Linked DNA regions of Gossypium hirsutum: region 2 is linked to region 1. Evidence: chromatin contacts called from public Hi-C data. All regions are on one chromosome and are shown on one strand. Each heading gives the region's core, a stretch centred on a gene start, on an enhancer-like site or on the middle of the called end of the contact. The rest is flanking DNA. Distances are from core to core; before and after follow the strand shown. Region 1 overlaps LOC107893850 (a long non-coding RNA gene). Region 2 holds the start of TRNAH-GUG (transfer RNA histidin (anticodon GUG)).

Region 1 (7,876 bases), core at 3,345-5,844:
AATATGTGTTTATGAGTAAGACCCTGTCTGAGACAGTGGCATCGATATGTGACTACATGTAAGACCATGTCTGGGACGTTGGCATTGTACAACTTGTGTGATTATCTGAGTATCCTATCTAATTCTGAATGGTTCATCGGGCAAAGGTAAATTGGGTACGAGTGTGTATTACGAGTTAAACGGCCAGGTATGAGTTAGTTTGTTGGCTATTAATGATAAGATAAGTTTATACTTGATATTTGTTCGTTCATGTGAAGTTGATATTAATAAATTTAAGTGATGTTGGTATGTGAATTCGGCTTTGTGATTTTAAAAGTTGAGCATCAAGAAATGATTCATAATTATATGCAAGTGTGTGATTATATATATAAATGGCCCTGTTGGTGATATACATATATATATAAATATTTATGCGATATTATATTGTGATTTACTAGCTTATGTAAAAAGTATATGCAGGTTTGATTATAATATAATTAGTTGTTTGGAAAGTTGAATGATAATAAGACAATTTGGCCTTTTGACCATTCGGCCAAAATAATGTCCATGTGCGAATGTATACATGGGGATTTATATACAAGTTTTAAGTTGAGATTAAATGGTATATAGTTTTTATTTACAATGTATCAGCCTAATTGAGTTGAACACTTTGTTAGGTCAATTATTTGCTTATGGCTTGCTAAGTTATAATAGCTTACTGTGTGTATATTTGTTTTTGTTTTTTTTTTAGATTTTGGAAATTAAGTTACAAACTCGGGGATCGTCAGCGAGGCTCATCACACTATCTACTATTTTGGGTACCTTTATAAGTTAAATACGAATTATGGCATGTATAGACTATAGTGTGCTTGACTTGATGAATTTTGGTTTTGTATAAAAGCCATGCAAAAATGGCTAAACCTTTAAGTTGAATTCGGTTATGTTAAGTATGAGCTATGTCTATCTGGGTTTTATAGTTACATGCTAGAATATTTAAAATGTTACGATAGGTATTATATGCTTGAAAACGGTTTGCTTTTTATGTCTAAATTTGGTCTTACATGTTCTTGGTTAAAAGATTTAATGAGCTTGATTGATGATAAAATTGCTAGTGGGAACTTGGATGGGTATGTGGTGTTAGGTGAATAAATTTGATTATGAGAATAAAAGAATAATACGTATTTAGTGTATTATATAATAAATGGTGATAGAAATGTAAAATGTGGAACGATAAAGAAGTGTTGGATAGATATATATTAGCTTAGTTGGTTGCGCAATATGTACATGTTTATTATTAGTATATTTGGTCATAGTGCAATGTATTAAACATTTATATGTGATTACTTATTAAATTATATAATATGATTATATGATTAGACATAGTTACTAAGAATCTGCTTTTAATGTTAAACCATGGATGACATTAAATGATCAATAGTTAAGATTCCAAACTACTATTTTGTCATTTAATACATAACTTTAGGTGTATATATATATAAGTGTATTTTTAATGATGTGTGCATAAAATAGTTAAATTTTGCGAGACTAAATATTTATATTGTAATGATTATAGTAGGTATGAATAATCTTTACTGATTAATACTTAAAGGAATTATATGGAAATGCATTATTATTATCATGAGGTTGTTTCATTTTGTTTTAATGAGTAAGTCATGCAAGTTCGACTTGTCTATTACCTAAGTCGCATATATAGTGGTTTAAGATTTGTATTATGGCTTACTAAGTTCAATATATATATATATATATATATATCTTTGAATGTGATTTGGTGACTATATGAATAATTGTGTAACTGGTATTAAAAGTAGGTTTGATTGATAATAGTTAATATCAGGTTTATTAATGCATTGAGTCAGTAAGCAATTCGTTGAGTTTAGTTGTGACTTATATATGCAAGATATATATCATTATGTCCTGAAATGTGAACTGATTTTATTTTAATTATGAATGAATTTGACTTGAGTGAATACGTATGAATGTTTGGATTTGAACTGTTGATCAGAGATGTTTCATAATCCTAATCCTGCGTCGGATGCGGACTAGGGGTGTTACACGACATTAGCTACGAAATAAAACAATTAAATCACATTAATATTACACATTAAATTTTCACATTAAAATTTCAATTTTCACACTATATTTTACTTATTCTTCAATTTAGTCCCTAAACCAAGATTAATTTTAATCATCACATTTAACTTCTTTTTTTTACTAATTTCACTCTAAACCACATTGCAATTCGACTCTATAATTTAAAAATTTTCACAATTTAGCCCCCTATTGTTCAAAATCAACAATTAATTCCATAATTTACTCATTTTTCATTTCTAACTTAAATATCTATCTATTTAATCCCTAATACTTAAACTATTCAACAATTTCAAAATCTAAAATCTTGAACAATACTAAAAATTACAATATGGGTCGGGTAGCCCTAAATACCGGGATTCTAAAAATATAAAAATGACAAAAAAATGGGACTAAATTGACTAACAAATTGAAATTTGAAAGCTTAAAGCCCTTACGTCGTGTGTTCTCTCCTTTCGCCCTTTATTTTCTTTTTTTCTTTCTTTTTCTTTCTTAATTTTGCATGTTTCCACTTACTTTTATTATTTCTTTTATTATAACTTCAATTTTAATTATTATTATAATAAATATATATACATGCATTTTTACTTAGCCACATTCGGCCACCTATACACAACCATTTACTAAATGGTTTAATTTCCATTTTAGCCCCTTTAGTTTATTTCAATTATAATTCAACTTTTACCCTATACACGATTTAGTCCTTATACTTAATAACTTTTAATTCATGCAATTTCACTTAACCGAAACCTAATTAACTATACAACTAACTTCGTAAATATTTATTATTTACAAGTCCAATTTACGGGAATGGAGCCCCGGAAATATATTTTTCGACACCCTTAACTATCGAGTCGTTATAGTAATTAGATGAGAAAAAGAAGGATATGGATAAGAAATATGAGGGCTATTAAGTAAACCAGACAAGCAAAAGGTTTGTGGAATTATGAACTTCCCTCTCAATGTTCTGGTTATTTATAACCAAAAGCATGTATAAGAAGTTGTGGAAAATTTAAGAGTGGTAAAGGAACCATTCAAGTCCACTAGTGCATGAATGAAACCTGTTGGCATCGAAAGAAGAAAAGTCCTTTAATATTCTCGATGAAGGGATATAAGCCAGTTGTTACCATTAGTGTGTAACCATCAGGGAAGTAGAGTAAGTTCCAAGTCAGTCAAACAACAATCATTTTGTAAATGGCTGATAAGTTGTCATTACCATTGAAATAAAACTCTAGAATTAGAGTGGTAACTCTGGTACCTCAAGGTAGTAGCAAAAATACTCTATGGGCGAGCTTAGTCGCCTTGTGGCGTGAAGGAAGTAGCCCGCTAGATGGGCGAAGTTAGCACAAGAAAAAAAGTAGGAATTACGAGAGTATCCGTTAGAATTGAAATCAAGATGTCAGTCAAGCAGTGTTCGCCTAGAGCGTATGCCAATTTAAGATTGTGAAGAAACTCTATGGATTGGGGGTATCCAACAACGGAATGGTCTGATATTCACAAATTATAGGGGGCAGGTATAAAGCGAATGTACGATTGGATAAGTCATGTCGAGGGTTCCGGTAAGAATGAAAGGTGATTACTATCGTGAACCATATGAGGGCAGAGAAGGGGAATATTTCCTTTGAGTCTTCTTTTGAGGCTGATCGTGAAAAGAAATTTCGAGAATAAAATTTCTTTTAGGTTGGGAGAGTTGTCGCAACCGGTTTTCTTTAAGCCTAGAAGTTAGGAATAATTGAGTGTTAAATTAAAAGAAATTGACGTTTTTTAATGAAAAATTAGGAAAATTTAGTGCCTGATTTGGACATAGTGAAGTTTCAATTTTTGTTCAATTGGATGAGAATCAACTGGTTCTTTAGTGGGAGATAAAATAATTGCCAATGGATGGTTTTGATTTAGTGGGAGATAAAATAATTGCCAATGGATGGTTTTGATATGGTTGAAGACTGTGCGTAAAGGTTTATAAATAGCTAAGAAATGAATTCTCAGGGTGAATTATTCTTAATTCTACTTTATTTTCTTCTCTTATTCATCTGCTTCTTTGGTTGTTCCAAAGAAAAGATAATTACGGGAAGCTCAGTATGGAGCGATAATCATGAGTTTTTAAGTCAGAAAAGTGGGGACTCTAGCGAGCTGATAAGGTTCTAAGTCTTTTGGTGTTCTTTAATTTAAGAAATGAAGTTAAGAATTTCAGAACCTTTGAAGGGTTCTACATGTTTCTGGTAATTGAGTTGCTAAGACATACAACCGCCACAATATTGTAGCAATAGTTTTAGACCATAAATTGTCGAACATGGATACAATCTGTGAAGGTTCCTTCAGATTTCTTGTTAGGCATAGTGCCTATTGATCAAATAAAAATCAAAAGGAAAAAATGAGTTGAAACAACTAACAAACATTAGAATTCATCTACTTTGATAGTTTGGAGCGAAAAAGACAGTCACAGGACCATATGAGTGCACCAACACTCACTACATGTGACATTAAAAGCATGGGCAAATAGATTATAGATATGCTACTTGGACTCAAGTGGTGTGAGTAGAGGCACGCATTTTATATGGGTATGTTTGACTTTTTCTTTTTTGGTAAATTTTTCACTATATTAACCCAACTCTTCATTTTGCCTAAATAACTACTGTCTGTACTACTGTGTTTTAACTACTGTATCTGAATTTATCTCCAACACATGCTCGAACATGGGCATCAAGATATGGTCCTCCAAGAGTCCTCCAAATACATTCAATTCTAGAAAAAATTAAAAATACTCAAGTCAGATGCCTATGTCCAACACTTACACCCGAGTCCGAGTTAACATAACCTTTTCATGTATTTGGAACCTTTTCATGTTTTTGGAGGGTCATATGCTAGATCCACGTCCAGGAATGTGTTAAACATTGATACTTCAAGAAAAATGAAAATTAAAGCAAGACAGGATACAGTATTTAATTTGCATTATTCAGTTTGGTCGATTCCACCGACTGCTAGACAAGTCACCATATTCTGCAGAAAGCGTTATCAACTTGTCAAACGAATTCTTGATAAGCAGAACCATGTTTAACCTTGAATGTACATTTAACAGAATTTTAACAATTTATACAAAGGCACAATTGCTTAAACAAATTCATTAGAAATGAAGTTATATGGTCATAGTTGAACTTTAGGCATTATATCCATAAAAGAAATATGGGTATCAGGTTAAACTGGCATTTTAATCCCCATTTCTCTCAATTTTTTGGGCATTAATGAATGACTTTAAGCCATGGAAGAGTGCATAAGAACATAAAGCATTAACAAGGAATCTGCAGAATTCAACTTTAGTTTCACAAAAATTGCCATCACCTCAAATTATCTTCAACTCCGTGTATGCCAAGCTGATCCTTATGAATGAAAATACTATTAATTTAATAGCATTGGGGCTGGAAGATATCTGCTTTTGAATTCCACTACAAGGTAATCCAAAAATATTTTAAAAGCAACATTTAGAATCAAATAGTTTCCCTACACAATAAGTTTAACCAGAGATCGGTCATAATAGTATAATTAGCATTTAATTTGGATAATTTAAACATGAAGATGAATCCAACATACAGAATGAAGGGGAATATTTATCACAAGAAAATTATTTCGATTCATCAGAGTAAGTAAATTCTTTAATCAACTAATCATGCATGGCTCAACCATCTAGAATTAATCTAAAATTACAAACGTGTAACTCTCGTATCTAAAAAATGAACATCAATAATAGGGGTAAAAACCAGATAAATGTGCCCATAAGTCACTTGGATTCAGCTACAAGTAAAACTCAAATCAATTCAGTCATTGTCAAGTTGAACTCAAGCTTGATAGCCTTACTTGGATTTGGCAAAGAGAAGAAAAAAAAACTCAAATCAGTCATCTTCAAGTTGAGCTCAAGCTTGAGCCATCAAGCGACTTGAACCTTTTATCTTTAGTTAATATTGAAAAATTTCAATTTGAACTCAAGCTTGAGCACAAATAAGTAAGTTTGAACTTGAGCATGGGAATCAAGCTCATTTTTTACTAGGTAAACAAGCCAAATCAAGTGAACTTGAGCAGTTCGATCTTTACACTCAAGTTTTTGAAAAATGAAACTCAATCGAACTCAAGCAGCGCTTTAATCTTCAAAGTTCAAGTTGAGCTTAAGATCGAGCTTTTAAAAACTTTAGCTCGACACAACTCATTTGCACCCCTATTCAAGATCCCATTCTTGTGGAAAAATTATTTCATGAACCATTTCCACAACATCATCAATGATCCCACCAATTAAAACCATCTACCTCGCATACCTTACATTTTTCTGTCCATGTTAGCTTTTTCTTACGGGTGATTACTTGGAATTTTTTATCTGACTATACAAATTCCACAGAACAATTATACTACAATATAGTTTATAATATTCATTGGGAATGCAACATGACCGAAAACTGATGGAACACATAAAATTACAAGACATATGGATGCAATGCAACATAAACAATTAACTTTTTTTTTCTTTTTGTTTATTAAAGAGAACTCAATTGCCTGCACAGACAAATATAATAGTAATATATAGTTGTTGCAAAGATAAAAATTCCAACGAAGCTAATTAATTAAGATCATCGATGTCCCAACTCCCAAGTAAATGACATACCTATAGAATGTTTCATACACTAAAGGTACTGAAATCATGTAATTTGGCTTATAATTTCTCAAATCATCCTACAAAACAAAATAAAAATATACATAATCAACATATTTAAATTACTAATAAACTAACAATTAAGCAAAGAAGAGAATCATTGAATGTACTAGTGAACATGGTACAACTTAAGTCAAAGTGATTCATATTTATCAATTTATTCTATATAAATTTAAAGACTGTAAACCTAAAATAAACAAAACCTTCAAAGTTCTCACAGTTGTATATACTTGCTCAATTCCATGCGTACATACGAAATACTAACAAGCCCGCTCATATGTGTGCCAAGTAGGAAGCATACTTAGAAATCTATCCCCCGCTTTAGCAGGTCCAAGAACCCCCAAATTTTCTATCTGGAAAACGAAACACACAACAAACAATATTACACAGTAGATTAAGTTAAGCCAGACATTACTTCACACTATTCTTCTGAAACTCTTCAAAGCTAAAATACTAAAATCAGCATTAAGAAGTTACCTGGTGCAATAAGTTTTTATGTGAAAGCATAATGCCTTTTGGGTTACTAGTGGTTCCACTCGTATATACAATGGCAGCAATATCATGTCAGCCGATCACTTCATATCTGCAACCTTTTCCTGAAGTCAAATTTATCCAACTACTATAATTCCATCAAGGAAATGAGAACTCGTAGTAACACCATATGATTTAGACAAGTTGTACGAGGTGTATGGTTAAATAAAAAGCAACATACAAACAAGCACTCTGGTATCATCATGTATGAAGAGGCTATTTACGACTCAATGAAATTTCAGAAAAATAAAATGTAGAGTCAAAGCAATCACAAAAAGAGAATTTCATTCTGCAAGAAAATGTAGTCAAACTTACTAGCATCAAGAGAATCAATAAGGACAGCACAATTTTCTCTTCCTAACTTCACCATCTCCTTATAACTGAATACAGGTACACCGAGTGTTTCATTGTTGGCCAGGCGTGATTTCGCCCCCCAAAGTAGAACAATAAATTTCATCCTTGCATTGGAACAAAATTTGCCAGCAAGACGATAACAAACATCTTGCACTAATCATTTTGTTTATCACCATGTTCTACAATTACTAATGGAGCTTCATAGCATAT
Region 2 (7,876 bases), core at 2,478-4,977, 140 kb after region 1:
TAGTAGGAAGCGTTCTAGAATCGGCAGAGAAGCAAGCGAAATGGGATAGGGCGAGAGAATCAGATTGAAAATGAAAGGAAGAAAGTGAAAGAGGGGAGTTTGAAGCGGGATACCCATGGATTTGATGGAAAAATGCTCCCCTTGGGAATATGGAAGAGTCTTGATGAAGAAATGTCCGATGAAGGGACAAGACGGCAATCGTTTAATTCTGATTGGGTAAGAAAAAGACGTAATTAATGTGCTTCTAGAGATATTTGACCTTTTTTCTATTTTTTGATTTTTTTTACAGGCTAATCTCTTACTTTTGGGCCTTTTTTTTTGGGTTTTTGCATTTAGGTTAAGTTCTATTTTCACGTTACTATTGTTTTTTGGGCCAAGTTTTACAGCTGGGCTCCTTTATGTTTTACTTTCTCTTTTAGTTTATACTTTGTATTTATTAAGTTATTTCCATAAAGCCCAATTTGATTCAACAAAAAAAATAATAATATGATAAGGTTGGAGGATTTGAAATTAAGAAATAATATATATGCCGATTTGAAGGGCAGGGAGTATTGCTAAAAGAATATAAATTATACATGCTTCAAACACCACATCTTGTGGCTGTAGTTTAGTGGTAAGAATTCTACGTTGTGGCCGTAGAGACCTGGGCTCGAATCCCAGCAGTCGCATCAATTTTTTAATTTTTGTTGCTTTTAATCAAGCCAGCATTCTTGCTGACCATTGGTCTGCTAATTCTATCACAGTATATGGTTAAGTTTTGGAACCTCTCATAAATCTCACATTCATGCAAATGCAACTTCCTCACTCTCTTGGAGCTCCCACAACTGTCTCAGAATAACATGCCCTTCTGCTTATGCTCCCCTTGTTTTCCTCCTTGCCATGGAAGTATTTTATCTTCTTTAGAAACTATGGGTTCAAACGTAAGTGTCAAATACGAAAAAGTATCTAATTCGAGTATAATCAATTTTTTGGTGGAGCATAAGGATGTTCAAATATATTCTTTCCTGCTATCTTCTACTTCTAATGATTATCATATCTGCAGTTCTTATGAGTTAAGCCTTTTTTTTTTTTTAAATTTCTATGGAGTATTGTGGTTCATCCTTTCAAGTGTTTATTTTTTTTTATGCTTATAAGACTGTCATGGTTCTTACAATATTCGGATTACCACACTAAAAATACAGGTGCGCCAATGTTTTTACCTTTGCCGACCATTATTGTCTGAAGAGTGAACCTTTCGTTAATGGTTTTTTCCAAGGGATGTTGGTACTGCTGGAGGAATCAAGACATTCCTGTCTTGTCTAAAGTATAACTTGGGGATCTTTCAATCTTCAAAATAGCACTACCCTCTAAGTTAGGAAAAGACTGTCCCAACCTGACCCGTATGTGATGATTCGGAATTATCTTCTTTGACCATTCACAGCTGCGGGTCTTTCAAATTTTGGTTATTTTTATAGGCCGGGTGTCTCAAATGATTCAACCCCAGTATTCATTTAGAAATTAAGAATTATTAAAAATAAATAAAATATCGGTTTCAAAAATCAATCAATTCTTTTCCTTGCTCTGAACTGGTATACCAGCTAATCTCTCCTTCAGATTATGAAGTTTGGAGCATCTCTCAATTTTTTTTCCTTGGTTCAAAGTAACCTCATTCTTTACATTTGTAAAGGTAGGCCTTAATCATATCAAATAAAAAGAATTTTAAGTAAGCAAACATATTAAACGTATAAAGAAGCTTCTAACTGTTTCTGATTGTTGACAGTTGTGTTCCACATTTGATAAATCACTAATCTGATGCTGAAAGTAACTGTTTGCTTCAATCAATCACAGTTTTAGGCGCCAGTTACTCAATTTTCTACCTCACACGTCAACTTTCTCTCTTCTTCTCAATAATTCTAAACCCATTTTTCATCACTTTTAAATAAAATGAATTTAAGTTTGACTTTTTTTTTAAGTGAAAATTTGAATTCGAGGAAAATAGAATAAAGAGTTTTATCTTCCTTTTTTAAAATTTAATTTAATTTTAAATTTATTCGACATTCAATGTAAATATCAAATATAAAAGACATTTGTGAATGAGATAGTGAGATAACCTCCCACCAGCAGCAGTAGTTGCATGATTCTCATTATAATTGGATGATGACATAAAAATGGATTCCAGGGTGCCATTATCCTTGTGATAAGGCAGTGATTTGAGAACTAAAGATCTTTGTTTTCTATCAGTTTGTTTGCTTTACCTTTTATATTATTATTATTATATATATTTGCTTTATGAGTGAATTATTTTTGTCTGCTTTTGATGCTCCCATTTGATTCTTTTCTAATGCATCTAAAACAGGTTAAATCAAATCATTACAAACAGTGATTCTTTCAACATGACAGCTTCACACCCTGTAATGAATAAAAAAAATGGTACTTTAATCTTACACCTAATTAACTAATGATGGGGTAACAATAAATTGAAACATAGAATTTTTGACTCAAACAGTTTGATATCTCAGTCTCTCATCAATTTTGTTCATCAAAATGGTTATAAATAGGAACTGTCTTTTAACACATGCTAGTAAATGCATGTTCCTTAAACCTGCAATGGCTAATTTACTTTCCCGTTTTCTTAGCAACTTTCCAAGCAACCAAACAAAAGGGAAATCTAACAAATCTTTTTCTTTTTCCTTTTTTAAGGGATGTATGTGTAGCAGATGGCCATTGCTTTCATCTTTTTCTTTATATTAGGTGGTATTAATATTAAAAAGGTAATATATGCACTATCAAAGAAAGAAAAAAAAAAGTATAGCTTCCGTGCTAGGTATCCTAAGCTTTTAAGTGGGGGACTTTTGTTAAGGGAATTTATTCTATTGGCCCAACTTTTTCAATAGAATTAGCAAAATTTTGATGCAAAAGATTAACGGAGCTTATCCCTGTTTAAGGGGTTGATCCGGTTTATGAATTTAGTCGGGATTCGATATGACTTTCGGACAACTAAAGATTTGTAGCTTTTTAAGATTTGGGTATATAATGGTTGATGTAATGGTAATAGTAAACATGATGTTGTTGGTTGAAAGTTTCAGAAATTGCAAAGTGCATGAGCTTTGTTTAGAGATGCTGAAATAAGCTGTTAGTTTCTGTTTGTCTAAGTGACTTTCCAACTACTTGCTGTCAAATAAAAGAGAGCAATATTGAACTATACATGACAATGAAGCCGATGTGCTAGCCTAGGTACAATGAAGTTGATGGATTGGGGAGGGCAAAGGAGAGAAACTAAGGGCATGTGTCAAGTAGGATTCTCATATTAAAGGTCAGGAAAGAAATATAATTTTGTAAAAATAATATGTATTAGATTGATTTTGAGAATTGTATTAACAAGGTCAGATATGAATCATAGTTGAAAATGAATAAAATTTTGAAACTATTTTAATGTTGTTATTTCCGAAAGAGTGACAAACAAATAAGTAAAGTAAAATATTGAAAATAATAATAGGATAATAAATTTTAAAAAATTGAATATGAGAAGAAATACATATTTATATTCAATGATAACATAAGAAAACACAAAGCGGGGACATTGAGGGACATCTATTTTGGAGGGTTGGTAGTGTCTTCTTTTTGCCTTTAAGGGACAAAGGCAGAGCTAAATTCATGTGACTTTGATAATTTAGTGTTCAAAGAGAGAGTTAATAGAGTAGTAGATGGTGCCATCCAAACACACCCAAGTGGTATAAAAAAAGAACAATCATTTCCTACTCATTTGAGGGTATCATGTTTCCTTTGGATCATATGGTCAAACTCTCTTTTTCTAGTCCCACTTGTTTGACTCCTTTTCGGCTCCAAGACCTTGCCTGCCACTTCCTTTTGCTGTTTATTGGATCCAAAGGTTGGTTCTTTCATTCCGCCAACCCAAAGCCATTAGATCAGATGGCAATCCTATTAACTGTAATGCAAATGTTCAATCAGATTTGGTAATTTAGCCCCGTGAGGTGGGGGCAAATTGTGGAACCCTATAATCTTATTTCTCTAAATCTTTGGTTGGAATACAATTTTCATGAGTTTTCACGGGATTTCATGATCTTTCAATTGATTATCTTGATTTTTACATTATATCGTGAATACAATTCAATATTTTTTATACTTGATGATTACTCTAAATTTTGTAACTCAAAAATGTATCTACTCAAGTTCTAAACCAATATTTCCGGATTCTACTTTGTAACTTTAGTAATGGGTAATTATATGGGGATGTCTTGATTTCAAGCCTTAGCATGATGTTAAAAAAAGTTTAACAATAATAAATTTAAGGGTAAACTATAAAAATAATCACTTTTGTTTGCCTCATGTTATATTTTAGTCACTTATATTTGAAATATTGCGTTTTAGTCACTTATGTTATTATTTTGTTACGAAATGATCACTTTTCCGTTAAGTTCCGTTATCTCCCTAACGGTAATCTTACGTGACAGTCCAACTAGATTTTAAATTCATCCGGCTAATACATACTTCATCCGGCTAAATTATGCATTTGATTTACAATTATAATTACGTTCTTCAATCGGGGGAAGGATGACTGTCCTTTGTAATATACATCAATGAAACTTTTAATATCGTACAGTTGTTATTAATACTCGGATTTATAACAAGCCATATGGAATGTTTAGTTCTGTTTTATTTTAATAACACATGAACAATGTCGACATTAATATTTAAGGCAAACTCGTGGATTATAAAGTCAATGAAAGTTGGTAATATTGTAAAGTTGTTTTTAATACTCGATTTTATAACAAGCAAACACCGAGAACAAGAAAGTCTAAAATTTGCCCTCAAAGTTTGCACATTTTTGCATACAAGTCCTTATACAATTTACATTCGTAACCCGGAAGACTATAAGTATATCTGGTAATGCATACTTCATCCGGATAAATTATGCATTTGATTTACTAGTATAATTACGTTCTTCAACCGGGGGAAGGATGACTATCCTTTTTAATATACGTTAATGAAACTTTTTAATATTGTACAATTGTTATTAATACTCAGATTTATAACAAGTCATATGGAATGTTCATCCTCACACTAATATATATAGATAAACTAAAATATATATCTTGTGGAGCAAACTTATAAAGTAAAATTTTCATAAATTATGCGCAAGGTATTCATGGTAAAGACAACCACATGTGAAATTAAAATTGATTACTTTCATTTTGCAGACCAAATCAGCAACCAGCTGAAGTAAAAAAAAAGTATAAATACACGATCAAAGTAATGCAGTGCCTGTTTATTTCTTTCTCTCCTTTTTACAATGCCAATTGAGTGAAAATAATTGTTAACTATGAGACAAAATATTCTGATTTTTCTAGTATGAAATTGCTCATATTATTTGGTAATTAATTTCAAATTTACATGTTTGTTTTATATTTTATTTACACCCATGATTTCTTCCTCGTCCTCTTCGACCCTGTTAGCTTTTTCTAACCAACTCTTAATAGGAGTGGATTGACAACGCATAAGCAAAAAAGTATTTGGAGATGGGACTACAGTAGCTTGATCATCTACATGATTGAGGGAGCATTTACGAGCAATCACAATTCTTAATATGAATCTGCAAGCCTGAAAAGATCGCATATTTCAAAACCTTAATATCAATCAACATGATTTTGTCGCATGTTTAAAAGAACATTGAAATAAATAACTTATGGAATAGAGGTAAATTTGAGTAGAATATTACCAATTCTCAAAGAAAATTAAGGTGCACATAGCATAGAAGGGGAGTGTAATAGCCTTAATTTGACCCTAGCGGAAAGTGGTTTCGGGACCACAAAACCGAGTCGTAAAAATAATTAACCGTCATATTCGATGCTTATTATATGTGAACGTGCATGTGTGAAAGTTTCATACTGTAATTTTGTTAATTGTATGTGAAATTATTAAATAGGACTTATGTGAGAAAATTTTGAAATGTGATAGATAAATTTATAAGTGGTTTATTAATACATATGTTAAAGAGTTTGGACTTGCATGTCAAATGTCCCTTTTTGTTTATAGTGGCCGGCCATGTTGATGTTTATGACAATATATATGTATTATTTATTAGTTTTAAGGCAACTAAATGGCTTTATAATTTTTATAATATTAATGAATAAAGAAATAAGTAAAAATTTGGGTGAAGAAAACAAAGCTTTTATCTTTGTCTTCTTGGCCGAATTGAAAGAAAGAAATGGGGCAAAAACATTCGGTCACTTGAAGCTTGAAGAAGGTTAGTAAATTATGTTAGTTTTTGAAATTTTAAGCTTAGTTTAAGTTAATTAACTAGTTTCATATTTAGCCCATTTGAAAACTTTGAAATTTGGATGTTGGTTTGAGCTTTCGGTTGTGGTTGTCAAGGGAGGAGATGAGATTTTGTTTGTCTTGAACAATCGTTTGGTATATAAATGTTAAATGGGAGCAAATGCCGTTTGGGTGATTGAAATAAATAATTAGAGGTTTAATTATCAAAAGGTTCGGCTATGTATATGATTTTTAAGGTATAATTTTGAATAATATAAGTAATGTTATGCATAGGTTTTGGCTTGATATTATCTTTATAAGTATAATTAATTCATTTTGATAATAAAGTATGAGGTGATAGGTAAAATTATTATGGTGGCTTAGGTTTAATGACATTCGGCTATGGATTATAAGTATTAGCTAATTCGGCATAAGAGTATAAGTGTTCATTTCTTTGTATTTGAAGTCTTGAAAAATAGGTAGTGGTTAATTAAAGTGATGAAGGCTAAATCTTTAAGTTTGGTTAAATTAGGCATTCGTCATTTCTTATGACATTAGATATAAGTGTATGAAAGATTAAGTTTAAGTAGTTGGTGCGTTAAAATGTTGATGATTTGGGTGCTACCTATGGTTGATTTAGGTACGGGCTTTGCATGAGTAAAAATATACTTATGGAGATGGTTATTATATTTTACTAAAGTATCACTATATGCATTTATATTAAGGAATATTCAGCTATGTTATATATATATATTGAAATGATTATAATGGATAATATGTAAGAGTAGTTTCAGTTTGTCAAATATGCGGTATGTGTATGGAAAATTGTATAACTATGATGCATTGAAGTTACCCTATATGATCGAGTAGATAATTAGATTACTGGTAGTATATATATATGTAATTTTTTTATTCATGGTAACTTGGCATGTGGATTGGGTATATGTTAGTCAATATATGCATTGGAGGTGATGTGTTAAAATAATTAGGTATACGGTTTGGTTTCATTATTGAGTATAAGGGTTAAGTGCTTTAAATTGCCTTTGATGTTCGAAATGATTAAACAAATTTATTGGTTTAAATTAAGCTCAAGAGCAAAGAGGAGCTAGATCCGATAAGGGAAAGGAGAAAGCAGTCGAATAGCCTATTCACAACTATTTAAAATTTTCTGAGGTAAGTCTTTGAGTAATGGAACTTAGCTTATGATTTGATAAAATCATGATATATAAGCATAATATATAAATTGTGACCTAATGTATCTACTTGAATTAAGTAGTGAGATAAGTAATTTGTACATATGACTTGTATCCGAATGGTTATAGAAATCATGTTGGATAGTGAAACGAAATCGGGTTCTTTGCATGTGACTATTGAGCCGAAAGTGAAATTATTGATAAGCATGTTGTGCTTGAGTTCTAGTAAGGTAAATGAAATGCTAATGTATTATGATATATATATATGTGAACGATAATTGAGGATTTTAACGGGCTAAGACCCACAGGCCTTGTATGAGATATATATCCGGGCTAATTCCCGAAGGCATTCGTGCTGGTGTTATATCCGGGCTAAGTCCCGAAGGCATTCGTGCTGGTGTTATATCCGGGCTAAGTCCTGAAGGCTT

The links. Hi-C and Micro-C count contacts between places; a contact is called where the count stands out from the background.
Region 2: a Hi-C map of hypocotyl shows a contact between it and region 1, with 3 times the contacts expected there. The contact joins two enhancer-like sites. A contact is called at or near these places in 5 of 34 Hi-C or Micro-C datasets (hypocotyl, leaf and seedling).

The regions. Positions count from the first base shown.
Region 1 is chrA13:56,367,922-56,375,797 of Gossypium_hirsutum_v2.1, forward strand. It overlaps LOC107893850 (a long non-coding RNA gene), which reads right to left. Exons shown (of 6, transcript XR_005907564.1): 2 at 7,628-7,876; 3 at 7,259-7,377; 4 at 6,734-7,134; 5 at 5,425-5,528; 6 at 4,738-5,085. Among protein-coding and RNA genes, the nearest start is that of LOC107893850, 4.9 kb to the right of the region's middle. Within about 2 kb of position 4,595, at least 6 of the 9 cell types and tissues checked have an H3K27ac peak or open chromatin away from gene starts, as enhancers often do. A contact at or near this core is called in hypocotyl, where this site is marked.
Region 2 is chrA13:56,512,339-56,520,214 of Gossypium_hirsutum_v2.1, forward strand. TRNAH-GUG (transfer RNA histidin (anticodon GUG)) reads left to right here and starts at 597; the gene lies at 597-668. Within about 2 kb of position 3,728, at least 2 of the 9 cell types and tissues checked have an H3K27ac peak or open chromatin away from gene starts, as enhancers often do. A contact at or near this core is called in hypocotyl, where this site is marked.